2 separate regions of the Mus musculus genome follow, and region 2 is linked to region 1. Evidence: chromatin contacts called from public promoter capture Hi-C data. All regions are on one chromosome and are shown on one strand. The core of a region is the stretch at or near the end of the contact, and the rest is flanking DNA. Distances in the headings are between cores, read along the strand shown. Region 1 overlaps Gm35828 (a long non-coding RNA gene). Region 2 has its middle 9.6 kb from the start of Cyb561.

Evidence for each region. Promoter capture Hi-C pulls out the DNA fragments that hold promoters and counts their contacts.
Region 2: a promoter capture Hi-C map of the C10 cell line shows a contact between it and region 1, with 2.2 times the contacts expected there. The contact joins two enhancer-like sites. A contact is called at or near these places in 3 of 39 promoter capture datasets (the C10 cell line, hematopoietic stem and progenitor cells and liver), 1 of 115 datasets of contacts at active chromatin or transcription factors (fetal liver) and 1 of 9 other capture datasets (macrophages).

What each region holds. Positions count from the first base shown.
Region 1 is chr11:105,510,851-105,516,040 of GRCm38.p6, reverse strand. It overlaps Gm35828 (a long non-coding RNA gene), which reads right to left. Exons shown (of 3, transcript XR_880249.3): 2 at 1,818-1,990. Among named protein-coding and RNA genes, the nearest start is that of Gm39419, 4.0 kb to the left of the region's middle. Within about 2 kb of position 2,535, at least 3 of the 459 cell types and tissues checked have an H3K27ac peak or open chromatin away from gene starts, as enhancers often do.
Region 2 is chr11:105,951,453-105,956,642 of GRCm38.p6, reverse strand. No RefSeq gene overlaps it. Among named protein-coding and RNA genes, the nearest start is that of Cyb561, 9.6 kb to the right of the region's middle. Within about 2 kb of position 3,047, at least 106 of the 459 cell types and tissues checked have an H3K27ac peak or open chromatin away from gene starts, as enhancers often do.

The DNA.
Region 1 (5,190 bases), core at 1,286-3,785:
CCCAGGACCTCATGCCCAGGAGTGTACTGCTTATAGTGCTATGCACAATGCACTACCCACAGTGCACTACCCACAGTGCACTGCCCACAGTGCACTTCCCACAGTGCATTCACATGACTCATTAAGAAAATGTCCCACTACCACATCTGCAAGCCAGTATAATGGAGGCAATTCTCAACTGAGGTTCCCTCTTTCTGGGTGACTCTAGCCAGTGTCAACTTGAGCAAACTAACCAGTACATTCCTGCAAATGGGATGGAGCAGTATGAGCTCTGCTGAATCTGGCTTATTGTGTTCAGCATAATATCTGATGGATACATCACGGTAGCTCATCTGCTGGTAGTTAGTTTCATTTTAGGGTTGAGTGTTCCTCTATTGGATGAGTATGCCAGCATTTAAAACTATGTCCTTGTATGGACATTCGAACTGGATGCAGTTCGGGGATATTATGATCAAGGCATGGTTTGTCATGGGCAGGGTTTTTCACAAGCAGGCGCTTTCATGTCTCTTGAGTAAGAGTGAATGGGTGGCATTGGAAGCCAAGGTCATAGACCAGGTTCTCTGTCTCTCTGTCTGTCCGTCTGTCTGTCTGTCTCTCTCTCTCTCTCTCTTTTCAAGTCAGGGTTTCTCTGTATAGCCCTGGCTGTCCTAGAACTCACTCTGTAGACCAGGTTAGTCTCAAATTCAGAGATCTGCCTGCCTCTTTCTCTCAAGTGTTAGCACTGAAAGCGTGCACCATCGTGCCCAACTTAGACTAGTAATTTTAAATTGATTAGAACCACCCAACATTTTCCCACAACGGTTGCACTCTTTTTCGCTCACACCCCTGACGATCTCAGGCCTTCAGTGGTTATGACAGTGGCTGGCCTAATGTGTGATAGAGGAATGGCGTTCAGGACAGTGTTAATCTGTGGCCCCCTGGCTGTGTACAAGTTTTTGTGTAGACATGTTCCCATGTCTCCTTGGTGTTACCAAGCAGTGGAACTGCTTGATCAGCTGATAACTCATTTAATCATCTGAGGGACTACAAGGGTTTTTTTCCCCCCAAAGGAGCTCTGTCACTTACATTCACAAAAACAGTATATGAGGGAGGGTTCCATGTTTTCCATATTGTCGTTGACACTATCTATCATCTATCTATCTCTCTATCTACCTACCTACCTATCTACTTATTTATTTTGGTGCTAGGAACTGAACCCAGACCCCTCATGCATGCCAGCCAAGTATCCTGTCATTGAACTATAGCCTCAGATCCAATGTTTGTCTTTTAAAATTATAACTATCACCATGATAATTAAAGAATCTCATCTGAGATATTTGTTATTCATAAATATTTTTAGGGATTTTTTTAAAAAATTCAGTTCTCGATATGCAGTGTAGGGTGATCTTGAACTGTCAAGACTCAATATTCCCTCCTTTGCCTCCAGACCTGTGATTAAAGATGTGTTACAACTCTTCTGAAATGTTTAAATGGCAAATTTAAATATTAAAAAGGAAAAAATTTATAAAAACCGTGAAGTTCAGAAGATGACTTTTATGCCTGTGCTGAGAGAAAGGCTTGATAAACTGTCCCCAGAATTGCTGGTGGCATGGTGTGGATTCACATGTGTTTGTGTGCACATATGTGTGGCTATTTTGTGTGTACATTTGTGGGGTATATATTCAAATGCATCCATGAGGATGTGTGTGCGTGTGTACTTGTGCATGTGTGAACTTGTATTTGGATTGTGTACATAGTGTGAGTGAAGGAGAGGGCCGGCACACCCAGTTCATGCAGCTTTAGAAAAACAAAAACAAAAAACAAGGAGACAGGCTTACCAACTTTGGGTGAATACCGTCTTTAAACATAAAGGCACAAAAGTAACTGGAATAGAGGAGAAATACCCAGCGTAGAGTCAGGCAGGCCTACATTTGGATCTGGCTTTGCCTTCACCTGGTTGTAAGTCCTTTGAGCTTTGGCTTTCTGGTATGTGGAATGGTGTTAATGATACCTGTGTGAGGATTAAAAGAGAGTAGATGTTAGTGCTTTGTGGTTAGGAATGCAATTCTGTTCATTATGATAGTAGCCATAGATACCTTTCTTCTTTTTGACCTCTATCTATTCTTAGGAACATAGTATAATCCAGAGAGTGCGAGATGTATATTCAGGTAGACTTCGGGAAGGATACCGTGGTTTGTTAATTAAAACCTATGATCTCAAGGATGTTACTTGATGTCCCTGAGCCTCAGAGGTCAGTATACTTTATTAGGTTTATATGCAGATTAAGCCACAGGATTTATATTTAGGTCGAACCACAACACCAAGCAAGTAGGACATATTCAGTACAAACTATCTCTCTAAAACATGTGTGCCTTAAACATGAGTGACCTCACAGGCCATGGGCAAACAGGGGAGCTGTCAGGTCCCAGAAGTCACGTTGGTTCCTGCCCAGTATTTTTTTCCTAGCACATTGATGATCTGAAACATTCAGGGGCAAGCTTTCTCCGTGTATCTAATCCTTCAGTGCAGCGACTTGAGCTTTCTGAAGGTCTTAAGGAAAAGCACAGAGTACACACAGCAGACTTCTGCAGCTGTAGGGCGTGGCTTATATTAAGAGCCGGTGTGTTTCCTCGTGCCAAGTTTTCCTAAAGTGCAATCGGATGAGCTATGAAGACATTTCTTTTTGTACTAAAGAGATGAACTAGTTAAGAATGCTGTTCTCATGTGTGTTGCGTGTGTACACGTGTGCATGTGTGTGTAATGGCCAGAGATCATCCTCGGGTGTCATTGTTCAGGTACCACCTTGGTTTTTGAGATAGGGTTTCTCACCAGTTACCTATGACTGTCTGGTTAGTTTAGACTGGCTGAACTGCAAGCCCTAGGGATCTGCCTGTCTCTGCCTCCCGTCCCCCGGGCCATGTTTGACTTCTTCCATAGGTTTGGGGGATCAAACTCAGGTTCTTGTGCTTATATGACAAGCACTTTACCAGCTGATTTATCTCCCTGGCCCTTAGCTACGCTTTAAAGGAACTGTTTAATTTTGATGAAGCTAGTTCTTGTTAGAAGCTACCAGCCTCCCAGACCTTGCCATCTAGGGCTGTAGCCCAAGGACCCAGGGCTGAGATGTAGTACACAAATGCTTGGGAAAGTTGAGGCTTAAGAAGCCCAGTATTTCCTTAGTTTTGACACTGTTTTTGTGAGTGCTGAGGTTCTAAGGTTGGATACGTTTCAAGTGGTCTGTCCCAACCTCATTTTTCCCTTACAAGTTTTGTTATTTTTTTAAAGGTCATTTGCAGACCACAGAAGATTTTCCTAAATATATAGATGATGTTATAGCAAAGACATCTGTATAAGTCTGTTCCCCTCTAATATTCCTTATGTACTATAAAAATATGTGAAATATGTGAAAATATGTAAAAATATCGTTCATAGTGTTCATCTCATCAATTGTATGCAAAATCCCCATAATAGTCTTTTAACTGGGGGGCCACTGTTACATTGTTTTATGAACAGCAAAACTGAGATCTGTACGTAACAGTTACAGGAGGAAACTGGCCCAAGGCACGCAGCTAGAAAGGAGTTCGGAGAGACCTACAGGCATTTAAACAGGCACACCCGATCGTTGTGTTTTATCTGCCTTTTTAAGCACCAGCAGGTTATGTTCACATGGTTTCTTTAACGTGCAGGCTCTGCCCCATTGGAAAGTCAAAGTAAGCGAAGTTGTTGGTAACTCAGAGCTATTTACACTTCGCAAGTCTCATGTTTCATTCCAAGAAGTCAGGCTCATCAATTATTTGCATTTGGTAACATGCTAATTGTACAGATAATTAGCCCTGAGACTAGACATGAACATGAAAGTATAATGAATCGGTTCTGCTAATTGCTCTTTTCAGTTATGGACGGCCACCGGCTTGAAGTATTAACAGCTCTTACATTCAGTTTGCTAAGTTCTCCTTTCACTTGAGGGTTCACAAAGAGACTTTCTTTCTCAGGCCTATCTCGCCCCCATAGATTAGACCTGTTAGGAACGCTGTTGAGGAGCTCCCTGGGGCTGTCTCTGATGAGGCCTTTAGATGCTCACAAGTCTCGGTTAGTAACAGGTGAGCTCAACAGTTGCCATCACTGGCCCAAGTGTAGAGAGGAGAATCTGCTGGACCTCAGAGGTCAGCAACCATGCGTCTGCTCCCTTGAACATGCCTATAAACATGGGAGGTATGAAAATGAGTCATATCTGTCCTAAGGAGCTAATGTTTTAGCTCAGTTGGTAAAATGGTGGCTTGGCGTGCACAAGGGCCTAGGTTCAATCCCCAATACAGCACAAATGGAAGGTGGCACTACAAGTCTACAATCCTAGGATCAGTAGTTCATGGTCATCCTAAGCTACAGAGAGTTCAAAGTCATGCTAGCTTAGGAGAGCCTGTTTGGGGGGGAAAAAAGCAAAGTACCCAGAGAGTAATAGATACAGGGTAGGAGGGGTTAAAGGAGAGGGAATGTTATTTATAGTGACAGGAAGACAAGAGCAGAGACAGGACAGAGCATGAATCAAATGCCACGTTTGAAGTAAGCCTCAAAGAATAGGCAGACATGGAGGTATGGAAAATTCAGGGAGGTGAGGGCCCTGTTTTTGAGATTGATGATGAATCACCTGCTGTATAAAAAAGAAACGTCAAATGGGAGTGTGCAGAGGGGAAATGTTTAATGTGGCTGGGATGTAGGGGAAAACTAAGGAAAGGCTGGAAACAAGGGCAAGGCCAGGTTGTGGAGGGCCTGGGAACATGCGAATAGGAATGTTCTAGAACAATGTTTCTCAAAGCTCGTCCACAGGATATTCACCATCATTACATAACAAAGGGATCCTGCTGGATCCTGCTGGATCCTGTTGTTGACTATATCTGAAAAATATTGACTTAAGAACCATTAAATAGATTTCCATTAGTCAGTTTTCAGGGCTTCTAAAATGTTGTGACTCTCCAGGAAGGACCTGGAATTTGCAAATATCTCAAACTTGGTGACCACGGAAATGTTTTTCTTGGAGTGCCTCATGAATCTCGCATCATGCAGGAACTTGGTGACAACAAACAGCCCTGAAGTGAGGGGCTGATCCCTGAGGAATGCGTATACAATGCGTATTCCTCATTGACCTGCCAATGGACTAGCTAACTGACCTAGGAATCTCCACTGGCCTTACAAGGATGGGGGCGAGGGAGGGGA
Region 2 (5,190 bases), core at 1,798-4,297, 440 kb before region 1:
TAATGCATGCTGGGCAAATGCTCTACCACACACCAGGGCGCCCCCATGCCTGGGATTAGCCAGCACAAATGGAGCTCAATGGTATTTTGTGGACTTTTTGTGTCATTTTGCTTTGTTTTGACATTCTCTTGTCTTATTGGTCTTTTCCTTGTTTTGATTTTTGTTTACATGGAGTGTGTGTGTGTGTGTGTGTGTGTGTGTGTGTATCTTGAGAGGAAGAACATAAAGTTGGGTGGAGAGGATCTGGGAGGAATTAGGGGAGGAGAAAACACAAAAGATATTGTATGAAAAAATGTTCTTCAATAAAGAAATCCGCAGGGGAGAAATAATTAGATTTCGTAATGTTGGGGCGCGTGGAGAAGAAAAGCCTTGGCAAGCACTGCTCTTTCCCGTGATGTTTCCCGTGACTCTGCTACCCTGCTCATGCCTGAACATGGACAAGGACGGGAAATGGCGTGGCTCGCAGCCTCAGCACCTCCCATGATGTCTTGCTCTCTGTGATGTTTAGCAGCATACAGTAGTTCATACATTCTTCCCACAACAGAAACTCCTGCTGGGTCTCTTCTCCCTGTGAAATGGGTTCCCAACCTCCAACATGCCTCCTCCCTCAGACTGAGCTGTGCACCACTGAGGAGGACCCAAGGGCTGGCTGGCTGGCTGGCTGGCTGGCGTGCGTGCGTGCGTGCGTGCGTGCGTGCGTGCGTGCGTGCGTGCGTGCGTGCGTGCGTGCGTGTGTGTGTGTAGAGAGTACCTGAGCCGGCTATGTAGATAGCGTTGGAGCGGTTGGAATCATTGTTGTCCAGGCAGCCTGGTCTCCCTGTGACAACCTGGAGTTGGTGAAAAACTTTGTCTCTTTCATGTGAAGAATCACTAGTTTGGCTTGCAGCTGTTGAGCAGAGGTAAAGCTCTTGCCTGGGTTAAATTCTCAGCACTACAAAGATGCAAACATCACTCATCTGCTCACAACACAAAAACCATTAGCTTTCTCCTCCTCCTCCTCTTCTATTATTATTATCATTATTATTATTAATTCGTGATGAGCCTTTTGGGGTGCCACTTGGCAGGAATCTGACATTGGCCATGACAAAGAAGTAAGGCCAGGCAGGGACCTGACATTGGCCAAGGACAAGGAAGTAATAATCTGATTTTAGGGTAGAACAAAGTGGGCTCAGATATCTTGATCATCCTTAGAAACAGCATCACTGGAGTGATCATGGGGCTTTGTGTTTATTGTCTTGCTTGTCCCTTGACTATTGTCCTTTTAGTTCCTTATTGTATTGCTTGCCCTAAATACTTGCATGAAATTAAAATGGTATAAAAGTGAATTGGGAAAAATTAAACCTGCCTTCAGTCTCAGAATTGACTGGGGTAATGCTACAATGATATCTAAATTTTATTTTTTCTTTTTAATCATCACTCCTGAACTGGAGAACCTGTTGACTGACTGAGTGGGCTTGGTTTATTATTATTATTATTTGTATTGATTTCTTTCAGTACTACAGATAAGGCTCAGGAGCCCAGTTACAATACTAAGCCAAAGCAATCTTTTTTTTTCTTCTTCTTCTTCTCATTGTTTCCTTTCTTTATGCTGTTTTCTGGGAGGTTGCATTATAGGCATAGGCTGGCCTAGAACCCAAGATTCTTCGGCCTCAGCCTCCAGAGTCCTGGGATTTAGGTACTGATACACGGGCAGTATACCACCATGCCTGGCTCTAACTCTGCCTCATTGTTTTGAGATAGAGGCTCAGGTAGCCCAGGCTAGCCTGGGCTTGTGTGTGTGGGACTCAACATGCTCTTGTTTCTTCTTCCCATCTGAACTGATGTATGTGCCCCAGGCCTGCCTCCTGAGCATTCCCTGCAGTTTTAGGTCAAACATAAACTTAATAAGTAAGACATTAGCTAGGCATGGTGGCGCACGCCTTTAATCCCAGCACTCGGGAGGCAGAGGCAGGCGGATTTCTGAGTTTGAGGCCAGCCTGGTCTACAGAGTGAGATCCAGGACAGCCAGGGCTATACAGAGAAACCCTGTCTCAAAAAAACCAAAAAAAAAAAAAAAAAAAAAAAGTAAGACATTGCTTTTTAAAAAATTGTTGAGTTAGTGTTTAATAGGTAGAGTTTTAGTGTCTTAGAGATGAATGTGTTTCTTCTCCTCCTCCTTCCTTCCTCCTCCTCCTCCTCTTCTTCTTTCTCTTCCTCCTCCCCCTCCTTCTCCTTCTTGGAGTCACTATGTAGCTCTGGCTGTCCTGGAACTTATTACATAGACCAGGCTGGCCTTGAACTCACACGATCCCCTTGCCTCCCAAGTGCTAGGATTAAAGGGTCCACCACCACACCACACCCAGCAAGAATGTATTTCTTACTGTACGTCTAAGAATGCACAAGAAGGCTTAGCAGGTAGAAGCAATTGTCACCAAGTCTGACAGCCTGAAAACAATCTTTGGCTACCCCATGGAAGGTGAGAACCAAAGCCTACACGATGTCTTCTGAACCCCGAGTATCCTCACTATAATAATATTTTTAAAAAGCAATTAAAAATAGTTAAGAGGCGGGGCATGGTGGCGCACGCCTTTAATCCCAGCACTCGGGAGGCAGAGGCAGGCGGATTTCTGAGTTTGAGGCCAGCCTGGTCTACAGAGTGAGTTCCAGGACAGCCAGGGCTATACAGAGAAACCCTGTCTTGAAAAGCCAAAAAACCAACCAACCAACCAAACAAACAAAAAACAAAAATAGTAAAGAGATTGAGTGTAGGCTCACATCTATAATACTAACATTCAAGAAGCTGAGGCAGAAGGACTGCCATATGCTCGAGGCCGTGCTGGCTCACATACACAGCTCCTTAAAATAAATAATTTGAAAGTTGATGTACTGCTGAAAAGCCTTGGGGCAGTGGGCCCAACCCTGTCTCCAGCACACCCTGTCCAGTCCATGCACCCCCAGGCAGCAGGAAAGGGGAACTGGTCATCTTCTAGCCCAGAAGGCAGCCTGGCTCTGCCATAGCTGTGGATAGCGGCAATGCATCTTGGCCGCTCGGGCCAGGAACATGTGAGTAAGTTCTGACTCACATCTGTCCTTTCCTGGTTGCCTCATCTGGCCTGGCCTTCATTAGACCCTCCCACTCGTTCATTTACTCCTTCCTTGGCTCGGTTCCATCAAGATCCAGAAAAACAGCTCAGGGCCTGTGCTCCTGTTTGGTGACACAGTGGGGACAGCACTGAGCGAGAGCCTGGCTTCACCTGCACAGACCCGTGGGGGATGTCCTGACGTGGAACCCCAAGAGGAGTTGAAAGCCATCAGTTGTGGCCTAGGGGGCACAGAGGCACTGAGTGCCCAGCAGGAAGGGGCCAGGAAGGGACAGGCAAGGTGGAAAGAAAGGCAGCCTGAGCTGCTCGGGTGAAGAGAGTGAAGGACGTTCTACCTCCAGGCATCAGAGTAGGGAGAGCAGGGGACCAGCATGTGCAGAGCTCCAGAGATCAGAGGCCATGGCCCAGTAGAGCCATGAGCTCGAGGCTGTTCCGTGGGTGGCTGTCTAGACAGTCCACGTTGAAGGGAGGCAGAGGAATGCCTCTCACGGAAGGAACACGTTCAAACCGGCTCAGGTGAGGGGCAAGAGTGGGGAGGCGTGGTTAAGGAGCGGGCACTGCTTAGTCCCCAAGGGCTGGGCTTTGCTGTGAAGATGGTTCTCGGTGTTGTATCTCATCCTGCAGCTGCAGGCAGGCAGACCCCTGTGCTCTGGTCTCCCTCCCCCAGCCACTAGGACCCTTTGACCTTCTTCTGTCCCCTGCATGCTGATGGGTCAGGGATCCATCCCAGAGAACTCACCAGAAGGCATTCAGCCCCTCCCCAAGAGCCCAGGAAGTGGCTCCCAGGGCCTTCTTCAAAGCTGGGCCTGTGTCAGTCAGGACCTAGCCTTCTCCTCTACTTGCCACTATTGGCGACCTCTACCCAGGATGCACTGCTGCTGGGATGTGGAGGTGCAACTTGACTAGGCTGTGTCTCCCTAGTGCTCCATGCAGTTCCACTAATTCCAACCTCCTAACCTTGCAAGTTAGGTACCACTTAACTCCCACTTTGCAGGTGAGAAAGCTGAGGCACAGGTGTTAGTTGAATGTGATCATCCAGGGGTGGAGCCCAACATGGCGGGACAGGGTCTCCAAGAACAGTGATGGTGTCTGATCTTTCCCCTTCCCACAGACTGTGAGGACTTCCGTGGTTTACAGGAGAAGACAGTGCTCAGGAGCGCACTGGTTTTGTTGTGTTTTGTTGTGCAGCATAGGTTGGTCTCAGCAGCTACCTTCCTGCCTGGGGTTGCGGGTAGGCGCCCATGTCCAGCCAAGTTCTTTACTCTTTGGACTCTTGGTACTGTTTAATCGCAAATCTTAAACCTATTTCTTATGGCTTTGCCTCTAGGAAGTCAAAGTCCCCCCTGTCGCTGTTCTTATGTGAACAGGGACCGGATGACACCCCTCTACACTGGCCCTGTGTGAGGTCTCCTTCCTACCCACCACCTCCCCTGCACACAGTGTATATAACGTCCTGGCAGGGATGAAGATTTTCTGAAGAGATGCCCCGTGTCCTTCCCTAGGCTGCCATGTACTGAGACACTGGTCCCCAATGAACAAGAATCCCCCAGACAGGCTGAAGCCTGGTGCCACCCACAGGGAGGGACTTGCCTCTTCACAAGATTTCACACAGTTCTGTCTGAAGGCCTTGCAGGAGAGACTGGAGGAGCCACACTGAATAAATCTGTTTTTAATTATTTACCACCCCCCCACCAAGTATGCACTCATGTGTGCACACAAGTGTGTGTGTTCTCACATATGTGCATGTTATGTGGAATGTGCATGTGTGTGTTACATGGTATGTGCATGTGGGGTGTATGTGTGTGTGTGTCTGTTGCGGTGTGTGTGCAAGTGGAGGCCAGAGGTCAGCAGCAGGCGTCACCCCTCAGTGGTTTTTCGTCTGAAGGTCACTGATCCTCCTGTCTCTGCCTCTGGTGATGGAATTTACAAGTGAGCCACAGCTGTGCCTGGCTGGCTTGCTTGCTTTCATTTACTCTCCTTCCCTTCCTCTCTCCTTCCCCCCTCCTTCCCTCCCTCCCTCTATTCTTTCATTTTCTTTTCTTTGTTTTTTGGGGACAGTCTCTCTATGTAGTCCTGGAGCTTGCTGTGTAGAACAGGCTGGTCTTGAACT